2 separate regions of the Hordeum vulgare genome follow, and region 2 is linked to region 1. Evidence: chromatin contacts called from public Hi-C data. All regions are on one chromosome and are shown on one strand. The core of a region is the stretch at or near the end of the contact, and the rest is flanking DNA. Distances in the headings are between cores, read along the strand shown.

Region 1 (2,844 bases), core at 187-2,686:
GATAAAGAAGCACACACGAAGATATAAAAAGGAGCAATAGTAGTATGGGCGAGGCAAAATTCACGATTGACCATGTAGCAACATGCACATAACCTATTTGGTCGCCTTCTTTTGGATTGTCAAAAAAAAATTGTGATCGAATTTTGCTGTTTGGATCCATCATCAATGCATCAAGACCACGACTGTGCCACCACCATTAAAGCACCCCAGTTATCTTGATCCCTTCTCGGCCTTTGACGACATCATCCTCAACCATCAACCCGTCCTAGCCCAATCGGTTATCTTCCGCCTCCCTCTGTCGGAGTTGTCACATCACAACTTCGCCGCCTGTCCAGTCCAAACCGTCTCCACTGGCGGTAAACCACCATCCGACCCTCCCCGAATCTCCATACGATGACACACACAATTCACTTATGGGAGAAATCATGATAGCACCCATTAAATGATCCGCTCGTATGTTTTGATTAGTACATTTCGCTAGCTCGACCTATTGATGTAGTCAACCACGAGGGAAGGTTTCAATAATATTTTATCCAATGTCTCGAACTGAGTGTGTGCAGCCACACAGTCGATCATGAATTAACCCCGCCTTAGAAAAATAACTAGGAAGTAAAAAAAATCACCACTATTACATTGTAATCCCTCCGGTCCTTTTTACTCCAAGTATTAGATTTTGGTCAAATCAAACTTTGCAAAGAGAGACGGAATTTTTTCCAAAAACCTACAGAGCAGTCAGCAAAAGGAACACTCAAGTGAAAAGTGCCGAGCTCGAGTGAACAGTAAATTCAAATTAATATTTTAAAAATCTGAATGTTTTTTACAGCAAACTTTGACAAATGTTCTAAAAGCTTGCAAAATTTCAGCATGGAATCACCTTTGTTTCGTGAAAAAAAACAAAATCAGTTCTTCAAAATGCTTTCGAAAGTAGCATTTTTATAGTTTCAATTTTTTTACCACGACTTCCGAAAAATATGATTTTGAAATTTATGACATCTTGAAATATTTATCAATAAGAAATTTAAATTTCTAAATTATTTTTATATATTTTTAAAATTCATTAGTCATCCGAGCTGAGTTGAGATCGATTGCGAAAACATCGCGTACCACTCAAGCTACGATCACACGGAACTACGCGGAAAGCGGGCCATACGCGTCAGCGGCTCAGGCCAACGAGTCGCCTAACGGCGTGAGGGGGTGCCTAACGGCCACCAACCCCAACGCCCGACGCGAGGTAGACGGGGCCAAACGGAGCCATCCACTCTTTCTCGAACCCTCCGCGCCCGTCGGATACTTCGTGGGGATCGCGTGGCCGAGACGAGCACGAGACGTACGCGTCCAACGGACGGAGCCGTCACGGCACCGGATTCCTTCTCCACCCGGGCCCGTCACCAGCCGGCATAAATACCGACCCCCTCCCTTCCCTCAAATCCTCACCACCGCTCCCCGGAACAAGCAAATCCCCACCCAATTTCGTCTCCGATCGACTCGCGAGATCGTCGAATCCTCCTCCCCGCCGCCTCAAGGTACGGTGCTTGCTTCCCCTCTCTCCCTGTCGTCTAGATCTGCGTTGATTAGATTGTTGGAGGTGTGGTTCTGTGGAATTTGGTCGGCTTCTGCTCCGATCCGATGTTGCGGGAACGGTTATTGTTGTCCGATCTGTTCGCGCATGTTAGGTCGGTGAAGCTCTGGCGAATTATTTAGTGATGACTTTCCGTGTACAACTGTTGATTGACGGGGCAGATCTGTTCGTGTTCTCGGTTCAATTAATTCCTTAAGCCGGCAGCTAGCTCTGTGAAGCGTTGCCGAATTTTTAGAGATTTTCGCGTGTAGATTGAAGGGGTCAACTCATTAAGCCGTATGCATGATCTGTCTACTGGTTCGTCCGCTCCTTTGCGCTAGATTCACCCAACTCTTTATGATAGAATTCAGTAGTAGCCTTGTCGTAATTCTTTTTCTCAGGACTCGTATACTGCCTGCATGATGTGTCGCTCGTGCTCATATTCTTGTTGTAGCGAAATCGTGCTAATAGTCCTAGGATTGTAGGTTGGTTTTCCTCTGCTGAAGATAGGTTTCTTTCCTTGGATGATAAGCATGCCGGCCAGTTATGTCGAATCCTTGAGATAAATGGTCTTCAGATTGTTTTTTTGGGTGCACCTGCATGCTCCTACCGTCTGTTAGTTTATCTTAGATGAAGAAAATATGCTGCTGTTGTTTGTTTATTCTCTTAACATCTGTAGATTGATTTCTCTTGAAAAAACTTTGATCATAAGCATGTCTGTCAGCGTTGTGGAATCACAATCTTTAGTTTCTTTGTGGTCATGAGCATGCACCGTCTGTTATTTTCTCTTGAATGAAAGAAATACGTCACTGCCTGTTGATGTATAGAAGTTCACCATAAATAGCTTTTGATGTGTAGAAGTTTACCATAAATATTACTAGTTTGCTTTGACTGCTTATTGATAGAATTCAGTAGTAGCCTTGTCGTAATTCTTTTTCTCAGGACGGTTATACTGCCTGCCTGATCTGTCGCTCGTGCTCATATTCTTGTTGTAGCGAAATCGTCCTAATAGGCCTAGGATTGTACGTTGATATTCCTCTGCAAAAGATAGGCTTCTTTCCTTGGATGATAAGCATGTCGGCCAGCTATGTCGAATCCTTGAGATAAATGGTCTTCATATATTTTCTCTCTCTTAATGTCTGTAGATTGATTTCTCTTGAAAAAGCTTTGATCATAAGTATGTCTGTCAGCGTCGTGGAATCACAATTTTAGTTTCTTTCTGGTCATGAGCATGCACCGTCTGTTATTTTCTCTTGAATGAAAGAAATACGCCACTGCCTGTTGAT
Region 2 (2,844 bases), core at 115-2,614, 300 kb before region 1:
CTCTAAAACTCCACCTAAATTGCTTCCTTCCAGGTGGATTTGAAGCCACGCCACCCTCCGATATTTTTTCCGCATTAAAAACTTTTGATTTGTTCATCAATTGTCAAGACAGTACAAAGAACATTAAAAGTAAGAAAAATCACATCCAGGTCTCTAGACTATCTAACGGCGACTGCAAACATTGGATCAAGTTGAAGGCATGCTGCCGTGATCGCCCTCCCTCATCAGAGCCAAGAAAACCTTTATTCGCGGGAGCACAAGGAGGATGCCACAAGAGTCATGACATGACACTTTAACTCTGATGTCCAAGGAAAATAAAACGCCCCACCACCATCTTTCCACGGCATGTATAGACTTTGTTGGCATTCCCTCTATCGATGGTGATTTTTTTTTTTTTTGAACTGCCTTGTCGACGACAATGTGGGGGAGGGGGTCTGGAGGCTGTTGGCATAATGGCATTTTGGCAACACGTCAATATCAGGACTCTCTTTGTGTCCCATGCATATACGAGGCAAGGTTAGGGATAAATGTGCACATAAATATGAAAAACTGATTGAAGTAAATAATTAAATTCCCCTCTTCTAGAGGAACACGAAAGAAAGGTTCCCCATGGGCCTGAAAATGCTAGTATAGATTATTGAAGCTATTCAAACTCTGCATGCCCCTTCCAATACAACTCGCAAGCCATGAGGAAGCATGGATTTCTAGTTGCAATGTACAAGTGCTAAATACTCCCTTGGTCCAAAAATACTCGTCATGTTACAGAAATAAATATATCTAGATGTATTTTAGTTGTAGATATATTCATTTATATATGTTTATATGATAAATAATTTCGGATGGAGGAAATAATATAAAGCGAGTGTGATGGGTCGACCCAACTCCGGCGTTGAGCAATAATTGGTTTTCAGCGATTCTCCTCCGGTGTCTCTCTTTTCTATTTTTATACCAATTTTCTTGTTAGGTTTCTATTTTATATGCCTTTTTTTAATATTAATTTTTCTGGTTGTTTTCCTCTTTAGCTTTTTCATAATTTCTGAACAATTTTTTATAATCCATGGAATTTTTAAAAAAATGAATATTTTTAAAATGTAAATAAATATGGTTTTGCAACAACATATATATGGATCTTTAAAAAAAATCTGAGCCAAGAGATTTTTCTTTACGGATACCCGAGCCACCAGCTGTTTTTTTTTTCTTGAGTGGCCGCTACCTGGGCTGGCCCATGAATAAGAGCTGCCGGAGGAGGAGCAAGCTAATGGGCGCACTCCGCCCGTTGAATGGGTCGCATCTCACACGTACCACTCTTTAGGCCCATATAAGCGGTGCTGCTGCTCTTGTCCTCTTCTCACGTCTCTCTCATTCCCCACAATTCCTCTCCGCCACTCCACTCCCCGAACCATCGCAAGATCGTCGTCGTCCTCCTCGTCGTCGCCAAGGTGCGCGCTCTCCTTCCCCGCCGCCTGTCCCGCCTCGCCACGCTCTCGATCGCATGTTTGACGATGTGCGGCCTCTCGCGTGATATGTGGATCGCCGCGTGCGTCTAGGATCTAGTCGACGTTGGTTCGACGATCCCTGGCGCCGGCCTGTCGGAGCTTAGCCGCTGGGCGCGCGTGTGGTGCAGTTCGTCCATGCATGATTCTGGCCGCCTGGACACGCGTCGGATTCTGGTGCCATGCATCCGTGCTGCGATCTCAACACCTTGGAGATAATTAGAACGGGACGACGCATGCTGAATTGGAATGGCAAGGTTACATGACGACACACGCCGAGAGACCAAATGGTGGATGCGGGGTATTACAATTAATGTCATTGTGCGGAGGAGTCACAGAAGCGTTCGGCTTTCAATATATGTGTGGCATTTTTATTTTTTGAATATATGATTGATTCATGGGAAAATCTAATGGGCTTCCTACGCACACATGTGTCAGATCTTAAAAAGACGGAGATGATTTACCGATTAACATAATGTAGTACTGGTTAGTTTAATAGGAGTATAAGAGGGAATCTATTTTTTGCACTTACACGCTGCTGAGTTATAGTAGCTAGTTGCATTTTAAAAATGATTTATCTTCCAAACCGGTATCTTAATTAATGATCCATTTTCATCACTGACTTTATTGCGACGAGATCTTCAAAACTAGATCCCATGTTAACATGTTTTGATAATTTTTATTTTCATCGGTACTTGTCAGATTACTATGACTTACTTGTCATATTATTTGTTATATAGTTCTCACATTAAATCAACTTGGTTATCACCTTCATGAATGAGTAAAAAACTTGATTCATTATACTTATGCTGGTTCAAGCATTTGCTTGTTTATTATTAATGCTTTAATACACACTTTTTAGCTTCACAGAACATTGTAATACTTAAAAAGTATAAAATTATTATCACGATAACTATGTATAATTTTTGTGACAACTGTACATTTGTAAGATGACAAATATGATGACATAAATGTGGTAATTAGGAACGACAAAAAAAATCAACGAAACATGTCAACACGAGATCTTATTTTGAAAGTTTTGTCGAGACGAACCTAACGGTGAAGATGAATCTCCAATAAAATTATTAATTTCTGAGATAAAACATTTTTAAGATTGACAATAAATATGCATAAGATGTTGACTAGGACTGGAAAATGTTTTGCATGCATGCGCTGCCAAAATGCTCTTTTTCGACAGTATAATTTTTTGATGTTACTACATTCTTGGACCTAAAAGCCGTTCTTGTATACTTTTTTAATCCTGAAACATGCACTTAAACGCGATTTGCGCCGTGGCCAGCCAGCCGCCACATGGGAAGGCAACCGTGCGGGACCGCTACGAAGCGAGCTC

Evidence for each region. Hi-C and Micro-C count contacts between places; a contact is called where the count stands out from the background.
Region 2: a Hi-C map of seedling shows a contact between it and region 1, with 3 times the contacts expected there. The contact joins the promoter of LOC123404689 here to the promoter of LOC123401304 in region 1. A contact is called at or near these places in 2 of 6 Hi-C or Micro-C datasets (leaf and seedling).

What each region holds. Positions count from the first base shown.
Region 1 is chr6H:97,007,273-97,010,116 of MorexV3_pseudomolecules_assembly, reverse strand. LOC123401304 (polyubiquitin) reads left to right here and starts at 1,436. Exons shown (of 2, transcript XM_045095079.1): 1 at 1,436-1,523.
Region 2 is chr6H:97,306,332-97,309,175 of MorexV3_pseudomolecules_assembly, reverse strand. LOC123404689 reads left to right here and starts at 1,364. Exons shown (of 3, transcript XM_045098627.1): 1 at 1,364-1,439.